Regions from separate parts of the Mus musculus genome. Here region 2 is linked to region 1. The links are chromatin contacts, called in public promoter capture Hi-C maps. All regions are on one chromosome and are shown on one strand. The core of a region is the stretch at or near the end of the contact, and the rest is flanking DNA. Distances in the headings are between cores, read along the strand shown. Region 1 holds the start of Oser1 (oxidative stress responsive serine rich 1). Region 2 holds the start of Mrgbp (MRG/MORF4L binding protein).

The links. Promoter capture Hi-C pulls out the DNA fragments that hold promoters and counts their contacts.
Region 2: a promoter capture Hi-C map of pre-B cells shows a contact between it and region 1, with 4 times the contacts expected there. The contact joins the promoter of Mrgbp here to the promoter of Oser1 in region 1. A contact is called at or near these places in 2 of 39 promoter capture datasets (frontonasal cranial neural crest and pre-B cells) and 1 of 484 Hi-C or Micro-C datasets (CD4 T cells).

The regions. Positions count from the first base shown.
Region 1 is chr2:163,416,927-163,422,683 of GRCm38.p6, reverse strand. It overlaps Oser1 (oxidative stress responsive serine rich 1), which reads left to right and starts at 3,214. Exons shown (of 4, transcript NM_025699.2): 1 at 3,214-3,272. It overlaps 2900093K20Rik (RIKEN cDNA 2900093K20 gene), which reads right to left and starts at 2,913. Exons shown (of 1, transcript NR_151490.1): 1 at 2,323-2,913.
Region 2 is chr2:180,578,978-180,584,734 of GRCm38.p6, reverse strand. Mrgbp (MRG/MORF4L binding protein) reads right to left here and starts at 3,513. Exons shown (of 6, transcript NM_028479.2): 1 at 3,198-3,513; 2 at 1,780-2,124; 3 at 1,213-1,334; 4 at 248-329. The coding sequence starts at 1,927. It overlaps Gm30144 (a long non-coding RNA gene), which reads left to right and starts at 2,867. Exons shown (of 5, transcript XR_001783605.2): 1 at 2,867-3,899; 2 at 5,372-5,459.

The DNA.
Region 1 (5,757 bases), core at 1,965-4,464:
TGCTCAAGATGCCATTTTAAAGATTTGCCATTTATTGGAGGTGAAATTAAGAAAGAAAAAAAAATGTGGGGAAATGTACACTTAACAAGTAGTAATGAAGAGACCAAGTCTGTCCTCAGGGAAGCTCCTGTTTATGTGAGCAATAGTAAATTTCTATAGTGAGGTATATTGAAAGGTGACAAAGGGGCTAGAGAGATGGCTCAGTGGTTAAGAGCACTGACTGAGCCGGGCGTGGTGGCACACGCCTTTAATCCCAGCACTCGGGAGGTAGAGGCAGGCGGATTTCTGAGTTCGAGGCCAGCCTGGTCTACAGACTGAGTTCCAGGACAGCCAGGGCTACACAGAGAAACCCTGTCTTGAACCCCCCCCCCAAAAAAAAAAAAGCACTGACTGCTCTTCCAGAGGTCCTGAGTTCAAATCCCAGCAACCACATGGTGGCTGACAACCATCTGTAATGAGATCTGATGCCCTCTTCTGGAGTGCCTGAAGACAGCTACAGTGTACTTACATATAATAAATAATAACTCTTTTTAAAAAAAGGCGACAGAGGATTTTAAAGGAAAAATGAAACAGTAAAAAAGAAATTAGGAGTGAAGGAGACTGCTGGAGTAGTCATGGAGACTCACCTGGGGAAAGGGTATGAGCAGAGACCTGAATGAAGAGGTGAGCTGTGGAGAAACAGTGTTCTAGTAGAGAACACAGCAAACCTGGGAAGTGTCTGGTAGTCAAGGCCACACAAGCAGAGGCTGCTGGAACCGAGACCCGGACCTAGGCAGATAACTTCAAGCTGACAGTGCTGTGGTCTGGCAGTGAGATGAGCGTCAGGTGTTAGAATGTGGAGGTTAAGAACAGTAACAGTCAGGAGGGAGATGGAGCCAGATTGCGTCTTCCTTTCCAGGCACCTCTTGGGTATGAAGTCATAGTCTCAGAAAGTGCCTAACTTTATGGAGGTGTGTTAACACAAAAAAGCTCCTTTTACTTTTTAGTACTTAATGTTTAAAATATGCATTGGTCATGGTGTCTGTTCACAGCAATAAACACCTAAGATGACAACTATCTGTAGAATGTGTAAAATCACAGGAATATTATGTTTGAAGATAGTAGAGTTATTACTGTTACTAGCATCTGTTACAACTGTTGTTAGCCATCAGAGAATTACAACAGGATTATTTTTTCACTGTGGGCCAGTTACTGTACAGAGAATTTGAAGGTTTTATTCAGGACCCATCACAAGCTTTATGTTCAACAGCCCTACACAGGTGCTTCTTAGCTTAGGAAAGGGTCACATCCTATTCAGCACATCACAAGTGGAAGCATCCTTAGTCTAAAACACACTTAATACAACACAGGGCACTAGGAACATCAGCTTGCCCTTGTGATCCTGTGGCTGAATGGGAAGATGCAGCAGCCCCTTCTGCGGGCCAGCATCCCCAAACTTATCACAGGGTGTATTTTAGCTTGAAAAACAAACAAACAAAAAAAAAAACAAAAAAACCGGGGCTGGCAACATGGCTCAGCGGTTAAGAGCACTGACTGCTCTTCCAAAGGTCCTGAGTTCAAATCCCAGCAACCACATGGTGGCTCACACCATGTGAGAGGGTGAGATCTGACACCCTCTTCTGGTGCATCTGAAGACAGCTACAGTGTACTAATGAATAATAATAAATAAATCTTAAAAAAAATTCAAAATCTGATGAAGTTCCCATCGAATGCAAAAGGCTTTCCCATGATTGCATTATAGAGCAGGATCAGGAAAAACAAAAAACAAACAAACAAACAAAAATAAGCAAGCAAGCCAAAGCCAAGCCAGCTGTCTGGAGACGGGGCTGTCTGTCCAGTGAAGTGTAGATTCCATTCTCTGTGGGTTGACTCTAGTTAAGCTGGACATGGCTATCCTCTCTAGCATCCACTTCTAGAAGAGGCCAGCTTGGGTTCAGGGGAAAACCCACTCTAAGGTTTAGGTGCCAGAACCAACTCTATTGAGGAAAATCGTCTTTCCACACAAGGGTCTGAAGTGGAACTCCAGAGTGGCAGGCGATGGGGAAACGTTTAAAATAGAACAGGCCCTGACAATGGCGGTAGGGGGAGGTCTTTCATAGCTCACCCTTGCCATATGGGTAACTTGTCAGATCACTAAAAACCAGAGACTAGCCGGGCAGTGGTGGTGCACGCCTTTAATCCCAGCACTTGGGAGGCAGAGGCAGGCGGTTCGAGGCCAGCCTGGTCTACAGAGTGAGTTCAAGGACAGCCAGGGCTACACAGAGAAACCTTGTCTCGAAAAAACCAAACAACAAAAAACAAAAAAAGCCAGAGACTGGTAAATTGCTTAATACCTTCTTGCAGAATTTAATATGTACGTGCATTACCCTGTATTTCCCACTTGATGCTCCCAAACCATCCTTGGAAAAACAAAAGCAAAATGCCTTCGCTGAAACCGTTTAATTTCCAGACGTTCAATTATCAAGAGATACTTCAAAATGAAGGCACGGGAGCCCGAGGCAGGGGAATCAACGCGATTTTCAGGCTGGTCTAACAAATGAGATCCTGCTTTTTTTTTTTTTTTTAAAGCAAAAACCACAAAACCTAAATAATTTCCATTCCAATTCCGGGCAGCATCCACCGCCTGGGCCTCGTCCAATTAATACCTTCTTGGCTTCTCTGCGGACCCAAAGAGACGACCCACGGCGAGGGTTGTGGACCGAGTGCAAGCGCCCTTGGTTGCATGTAAGAAACTCCGCCAAGCATTCCCGGAGGCATCAGCTGGCGCAAATACTCCCGCAGCCCACCGAATCCCGTTGGCTTGGGGACTTCAAGAGGACAAGAAGGAAGCAGGCTATGCCAGGGGAGCGGCAGCGGCTCGATAGCTGCAAGGCAAGCCGCCGCCTCACGTGACAGCGAAGAGGAAGTAGGCACGCCCAAAAGCCTGCCGGGAGCGAACCCAAGCCAGGGGGCGGAGGGAGCGAAAAGAATAACAGGAAATGACTTAAGACGCACGTGCTTCGGAGAGGGGTTGGAGCTGGGGCTTCGAGAGGCCGGGCTACCGCCGTACGCCTGCGTAGTTGCGGCGGGCCGAGCTGCCGAGTCACCGAGGTGGGAGGAGCGTGAACGGTGGGCAGGGCGCGAGCCGAGGTTGCGCAGGCGCAGTACAACTCTAGAGGCGCGGGCCACCCTATCGGTGGGGTTTGGATCCGGGTCAGACAGACGCGGCGGACGCGGAGAGACGCTCGGAGCCGACGGGGCCGGATTCCCGGGAGCGCCCCAGCTGCGAGGAGGTGAGTGGCCGGACGGGACGAGGAGGGCCGGGGACGTCGTGTCCGCCAGGCCTCCCACCCGCGGGAGGCGGAGTCCGGCCCTCCCGTCTGGTCGCGGCGTTTCCCTGCGCCGACTGCCCGGCCCGGCCCTCGGCTGCCGCGGCCTGGAGTGCCAAGTTGCGCGGCCTTCGCTTCCCGCCTTCCTGCGTTCCCGCGGTGTCCGGGCCGCGCCGGCCACAGCTTCCCCTTTCGCTCTCCTTGCCGCCCTTTGCCCCTTCCCGCCTTTTCCCGCCCTGCGAGTCGCACTCCTCTCCGCTTGCGTCCTGCGGCTTCTGCGCCGCAGCTTCACTCCTGCCTCCTCTCGGAGTCCGTGGTTGGCCGGGGCGGACAGGGTAAAAGCCGAGACAGCTCCCCGCTTGGGTGTCCCCGGGTTCTGACCTTTTCCCAGCCGACTCCGCTTAACCGTGATAGGCAGAAAGGAACGAACGTGTCGCTTTGCCTGTAGTCCTGTGATTTTGAGGGGTTGAGTGGGTGTGCCCAGAGAGGTGTGGATGTGTTCTCGTCCTAGGGACAGATTGATTCTATCCGGGCCGTTCTGGATAGGGTTGGTTAGTTTGTTGTTGTTGTTTTTCCTTTTCGGGACTCTGTAACTTTGAGAGGTTTGGGGAGATTTCTCCGCTTTAACTTTGTGAGGACGCGTGCAGATCTCATTTTCGTGCTGCTGAAAATGAGAAGTTCGACCGGAAACTTAAGGAGAGCTTAGTTTAAAGCTTCAGAGGTGTAAGCAAGACACTGCACACGGTATTGGTGGAAAGAAACTGGGATGTGATTTGACTTAAAACCACGAAAAGTAACTTCTTATGGGCCTTTTGCAAGTCTGAGGTCTTTGGGCATTCTTTGGAAGTAAGAGCAGTGAAGGGGTAATAGGAGAATTTCCCACAATGTAATGTAAATGAAGATAGGCAATCCACTCACCTGTTGTATAAAGCTGTTGGGTTGATGCTTCCATAATGGAAAGCTAGGAACTGGGAGGAGCATAACAACCCATTTGTAATTGCAAGCATGCTCTGATCTAGCCCCCTAGGTTAAGCCTAGGATACTCTTGCTCTGGCTTAAAGTAATTGAAGAAAAACATGAGCAGTCACAGTGGTGGACGTTTGAAAACAAGTTAGGCGATACTTTATTCTCAGAGTTTTTGGTTTGCAGCCAGATTTTTATTTTGGGCTGTTGGGGTTTTTAATGATATATCTGGGAGTGTCTCAACAAGAATGCTAAGTTTGTATTAACATCTAGGGTGGTCACCTGCCATACTATTAAGTCAGCACTGTGTAATTAGAAGTTGTGAGGCTTAGCTGGGAGGCTTCCTAGCCAAGTGTGAGTCCTGGAGGGTAGGAGTGAGATGCCCTCCCTACTGAAATGGGGTTCCTGGGACCCCTGTATTCAGTTCAGCCTCTGTTGTGGCATCCAAGGTAGAACTAGGAATCCTAGAAGTACTTGTGAAAGGAGTGGATCTCTGCCTGTGATGTTTACCAGTGTCCATGTGGCTTGGAGTGTACTTAAATGTTGACTGATTGCCACACAAGTCAGATTGAGAGAACTACTATAAACCTCACTATTAATTTTTTTTACTTGTATTATGTGTATGAGAGTGTTTTATATGAAGGGCAGAGTGCAACTTGGGAAGTTGTTTCCTCCTGTTACTCAAGTTCTAGGAAACAAGCTCAGGTGCTCAGGCTTAGTAGCCATTCACCCTTACTCTTTGAGCCATCTTTTCAGTCCTTACAAATTCAGCTTTCATGGAGTTGTGGTAGCAAAAAGAAATTGTTTACAGCCTGTGATAGATCTTTGGAGATGTGGGAGCTCCAGACACACCAGAACTTAACCTCTGCTTAGTATATAGAATATTGTGTGTTTGGAGGACTCCTACTCCTGTGAAGAATTAGATGAGTGAAACTTAGTCATGTGGATGAGGTTTCCTTGTGTTTGACCTGGTTAAATAAACCACGTGGGCTTGTTGTCTTCTGATATTGAAGTGAAACCTAGCTAAATTCTTTTTTTTTTTTTTTTTTTCTCTTCAAGACAGGGTTTCTCTGTGTAGCCCTGGCTGTCCTGGAACTCACTCTGTAGACCAGGTTGGCCTGAACTCAGAAATCCGCCTGCCTCTGCCTCCCAAGTGCTGCGATTATAGCCGTGCGCCACCACGCCTTGCTGGCTAAGTTCTTTTGCCGGTGAACATACACACAAATGTCAAACATTGTGACATCTTGACCTTTGGAATATTAGAGGTCTCATAATAACACAGAAAACTCTTCTGAGAAATAAGCTGATCTAGAATCAGTACCCAAAGATCCATAGAGAGGCACTGATCTCTTTGAGAGTGCCTGGGGGTGGGGGGTGGGGTGGGGTGGCTAGGGGGTACCAGGTTAAGTTTAAAGGTAAAATATATCTTTGGCTTAAAAAGTATATATTGTTTTCTAGGTTTTTTTTTCCTTCTCTCACTTTTTGG
Region 2 (5,757 bases), core at 2,264-4,763, about 17 Mb before region 1:
TCTGGCCATGACTGCTTCCGATTCTCGCTGCCCACACAGGCCTCGGCGTCCATCACGAGACGGCATCCATCAGGAGACTGCCTTTGAGCACCGCTCTCCCCAGCCCTTGGCTCCCAAAACCTCCCAGGTGCCACTGGAGGTATGGTCTGAGCAGGATCCTTACACCTCCCTGGAGGCCCCAGACCGCCCCACCTTTGGCCTGGTGAGGCTTTTTTTATTCCCAGCCCTGGTGGTGGCCGAGTCTCACCTTCTCGGACTTCCTGAATGATCTCATCTGGAAGGACAAAGTTCCTCTCTGGATTTGGGAATGGAAGAATCTCAGACTCGTGCTGCCGGCACAAAGCATTTTTGTATTTTCAAGAAACAGAAAATAGGATCTCAGCTCACTAAGATGTACAGGAGAAGCAGGCTGGAGGCTGCGAGCTGGTGGGGTCCTTGCTCCAGCTTGCAGAGTCCACCTCAGCTGGGCTTTTCAGATGATTAGAGAGGACCAGGCTAGCACCAGCCAAACAAAACTAGAGGAGAGGACCATGCCGCTGAGTGAGCCCTGGAGACACAGCAGCTCTGCTGATGTGCACACAAGGACCTGACCCGGCTCACCACTGTAACACTCCCACCAGGCCAATGTATCCAGGGGTACCATGAACAACCAAAGGCACCTACAGCTCTACCCATCCTGGTCACCTGGTCTCACTGCCTACCAGACAAGACAGACAAACCTGACTAGCAAGGTTACTAGTTACCTGCAGAACCATCAGCCACTGCCAGCTCTCCAAACCAGTTACCTAGCTACCCATCAAGACACAGCTATCTCTAGGCTCTCTGAAGAGGAGGAGTCTGGCTCCCACAGTATACAGACTCTCAAACGACTCTGGACCCTCCTATACTGACGCTGTACCATTACTGCTTTTTACGGTGGCTGAAGGCTTCTTTGTCATCTCAGACCTCAACTATCACCTCGACGATTTTTGTGCCACCCAATCTAAAGTAGGTAGGTGCCCTGAAAAAGTAGTCAGAGATCATCGCTAGTCTGTGCTTTTCACAACAGGACTTAAGCTTTTCTGAGGAAGGAGCCTCATCCTTTGAGATCACCTCTGCTCTGCATACCAAACCCCAAGTGAGAAGAGGGTTCTGTCCTGTACCACAGCTGACAGGATCTGGGACTTGACTCCACGGTCAGCCCGTAAATGGGCAGGCCAGGATCCAACTCACCAGTGCCTGCATGTCGTACATAGTGCTCAGATGGTCCCAGATCACCTTGGATGGAACCTGGCGCCCAATATTCTGGCTGAACTTGTCTCGGATACAAATCATGTGGAAGTGCCGATTCACCCCTGAGAGGTAGGACAGTGGGTTGAGGGTTAGGACAGCACCTCTGTGCGTAGGACATGGGTGAAGAAGGAGGGGCAGGAGTGGGCAAACCCGCAGGTGCAAGTGTTGCAGGAGTCACATGTCAAAGGGGAAGAGAGGTGCCACAAGGCAGGTGGGTGTTCCAGGGGCTAGGGTGTGTATAGTAGGCGGGTCCAAGGACAGGGGGCTGCAGAGGTGGGGGGGTGGGGGGGAATGGAGGCGTTCCCTGGGGTAGGAGTGTCTCAAGGGCAGGGAAGTCAGGAGTGTCCCCAGGGAGAGGGCTTCTCGGGCAGGAAAGTCATAGGCTCTTAGACTAGTAGGGCACCCCAGAGTGGGAGGCCACGTCCCGTGGGAGGTCGCAGGCTCCGCCAGCCCGCCCGACGGTTTATCCCGCCCCACCCCCACGCCGGTGCGCGGCGCGGCGCTCACCGACAGGCTTGTGGCCCAGCATGGCGTGGAAGAGGCACACTTCCACCTCAGGGCTCCACACCACCGTCTCCTCAGCAGGGCTCGGGGCTGCCTCGCCTGGGCCCTTGTCGCCTGGGGCGCCCGTGCCGCCCACCTCGGCCTCCCCCATGGCCGCCGGCGATTGACGAGCGCCCGGCGCGAGAAGGGGGAAAATACTACAGGCTCCGCGCAGGCGCACTTGGTGTGGAGGGCGCGCACTCGCCGGGCTGGAGAACGCCGCGTGCCCGCGTCCGCGCAGGCGCAGCGAAGACTGGCTTCCGGTGCAGCAGCGACTCCTGGTGGTTGAACCTTTTACTGCCTACGGCTCTGTCCGGAGAAGGCGAGGGAACAAACCTTATGCTTTAAAAATGCACCAGATGGGCGTGGTGACACACTCCTGTAATTCTAGCTCTCGGGAGAGAGAGGCAGGAGTTCTGAGTCAGCCAAGTCTGCATAGCATGACACACACGGCCCAAAAATCTGGGCTTCACCTGGTTAGGTAATTTGGAAAAGAACTCAGCTAGAAGTGAAGGTGTGTCTCTCCTTGCCAGAGATAAATTGTACAATATGTAAATTACATCTCACTAAAACTGTTTAAGAAAAATAGTTTAAACAACAACAGCAGCAACAACAATAACAACAACAACATCCCATGGGCTAGTGAGATGGCCCATCTAATAGAGATCCTTGTGCACAGCCCATAACTGGAACTCCACCCCTGGATCCTAGAGCTGGCAGGAGAGGAGCAATTCTTAGGAGTTGTACTCTAGAGCTGGAGACATGGCTCAGCGGTTAAGAGCACTGACTGCTCTACCAGAAGTCCTGAGTTCAATTCCCAGCAACCACATGGTGGCTCACAATCATCTGTAATGGGTTCTGATGCCCTCTTCTGGTGTGTCTGAAGATAGCTACAGCATAGTCATATAAATAAAATAAGTAAAAAAAAAAAAAAAAGTTGTATTCTAACCTCTATATGTATTCCATGGTATATGCACACTTGCACACACACACCATAAATAATTTAAAAATTTAAAGCCCAACAATCACATTTTGTAGGAGTGAAGCTCTGTATATCTTTCAGTAGCCCTGACCTGAGTGCACGACAGTCCCAGAATTAAGTGCTTCCTTGGCATCAGAAGACAGAAATCCAGGTCCTGTCGGCCTTGCTACCTACCTGTACCTCCATTCTGTCCCTACAGTGGATCCACTCCAGAAGTGGTTGGATGATTAACTCAGACTGTCAGAATTTCAGGCAGGTGTTAGTAGCTCTACATGGGATTGGATAGGGCCAAGGGCTGGGCACAGCAGCCTTAAGAACATGGTTGCTTCTGGGCCTGAGTCACCCCAGTCAGCTGTGCCATGGGTCCTACCCTGCCACCCATCCAGGTTTCATTACTTACCCATTCCTCAGCCATTGCCAGGCATCAGAATCCCTTTTCTGACTGATGCCTCTCAGACTAAGATGTTGAGAACCTTTGTTCTCCTTTGTGCTATGGGGCCACTGTAGCTCTGAACTCTTGGGTCTTGATAAGGATCACTTGCTGGCTGCCACAAGCCTTGAATCCAGTCCTGACACTCCACTTGCCCCTCATTCAGGCCTGTAACCAGACAATGCTCACAGCAGGGAACCATGGAGGGTGCTGGCTCTGACCTGTCTCATTGTCTGGGACAGCTCAGAGCTCAGAGCCAGACAGCAGTCTGTGGCCAGGCTTCAGCTTTCCCACTGTGAAAGCGTAGCTGGTGGAAAAGTTCCCACAATGCCACAGGGGAGGTGTGGCCCAATAAAGCTTCATAAGGGGGTGTGGGGTCACTGCTATCATGTGGATATGATGCAGCTGGGAGTTATGATCTCACAGGGGCGGTGCCCTTGCCTCTGCTTGGTTGGCATGCAGAACTTGGCTTAGTTACTGTACGGCTGGGTGAAGCATAATCTACCATCTGGGACATGTCATAAAGCAAGTTCCCAACCTAAGAGCTGCCACATATTAAGTGCCCAGGAGCTGATTGATAATATCCTGGTTATTCTCTGAATATCTAAGGCATGGTAGACTCTGCTGCTGACTGCTTCTGGTTCCGGTCCACCTTAGTCTCACCCCTACCAGGTAGGATACTCCTTCAATTTGGAGTGCGTCCTTCTTCAGGGAGCTTCCCTATGTAACCCTCAACCTCATCTATCCTAGCTGGTCCTCTCTGGTTTGTGCGATCTCTGTACTCAGACCACATCCTACCAGCCATGACATTTGCAAACATCCGTCTGTTACTTCAGAACGCGTGACTGGCAATATAGACTTGATGCCTATAGACAGGTTGGATGGTTTAGGAGAGAAGGATGACTTCATTCTTTCTCTCCACGAAGCCACAGCAGGTCTCTGCAGAACTCTCTGTTAGGTAGTAGGAAGTAGCTGAGCATCAAGGTCAGCAGCTAAGACCCCGCCTACTATCCCACGCTAACTTCTTATTTTCATGAACATGTAGGCTCTCTAGTCCAAAAGCATGAATTAAGAGGAAGCTGTGCTTGTTCGTTTTGTAGCGCTCCTGTGATTATCACTCTCTAACAAGGAGCTGTAGAGAAACCATTAGCCCATGATCATGTGTGTGATCCCGTAGCTTCAAAGTGAATTCACACCTGTTGGGAGCTGAGAGGTTCCTTCAAACCTGATAGAAGGATTTCTTTGGTCTGGAGCAGGTGTCTGTGTGGCACACCACCAACTTTCTGTAGAAATGGCTGGTGAAGTTTGCCCAGATTTGTCTTCTCCGTGAGGTCTTCAGGTGGTTCCAGGTGGCCAGGATATAATCAGCTTTGTAGCAAGACTCCTTACTTCCCAGATACAAAGTAGACAATGATATATATCTACTAGCCAACTGGTCAAGTCCTTTCTCATTTGTTGCGACTCCTGCTGCTTAAGTCTTTTATACAAGATAGATACAAGTGCTGGGATTCTTGATCCTAGTGTGAAGGGTTCAGACTGGGCTCAGGTGAGAAATAAAGGCCATAGAAATGCTCTCCTTCATTTAATGAATATACAAGCCTAATAGTTTATACACCAGTCTAGTTTACTTTGACCAGTGTGAACTATTCCCCAGACCATGTCTAGGTCTCAACCAACTGTTATTTCTTATTCAAGGTCTTATGTATCCCAGGTTGGCCTCAAACTCATTCTGTGGCCAAAGATTACCTTGAACTTCAGTCCCCATTCCTCTACCTCCTAAGTGCTAGGGTAGCAGATATCTGCTGGTATATATCCTGGGGATTGAACCCAGGGCTTCATACATGCCAGGGAAGAACCCTACCAACTGAGGTGCATCTCCAGCCTCCTAAATGGCATTGCTTGTCTGAGGATCTGATGTTGTCTCTGGAAGGAGGTGGTCACTGTTAACTAGAAGGAGCCTATCTCCATTCCCAAAGGAACATTTCTCTCTTGGTCACAAGAACTGGATTCAATGGGAGGAGCATTTGTAAAGGCTCTGGTCAGATGCCATCCATCTGCCTTTGGTCACATTGTCTCTTTGCAGACTGCATCACTGAAGTGGTAAAATTTCCCACAGCATGACTGGCCCCATTTTGTTCCCTTAGCACATACAGGAGACCCAGGACTCTAGAGGACAAGCTCTACTTTGGAGTCAGCCTGCTGTGGATCCTGTTCTGCTGTGTTCACCTGATGGTAATGGGTCATCCTCTGGACACCATCTGAACACTAAGAACAGCTACGCTGTCCTCTCCTATGGGCTGTGGAGCATTGGAAGTAGGGAGCCTAGAACTAAGCAGCCATCAGATAGGACCCTTGAGTTTCCAGCTCAGGCCCAGTCTTTTCCTACTGGGATTGCAGCTAAGTAGGACACCTGTGTCCTGAATAACATAGCTTAGCTCCACCCCCTCTATCTTCTTGTTTATGGTAAGTTGGTGTGATTAAAGGACCTAGGTAATTATTTCCATCCTCCTTAAAGCTGCTTGTTGTCTTC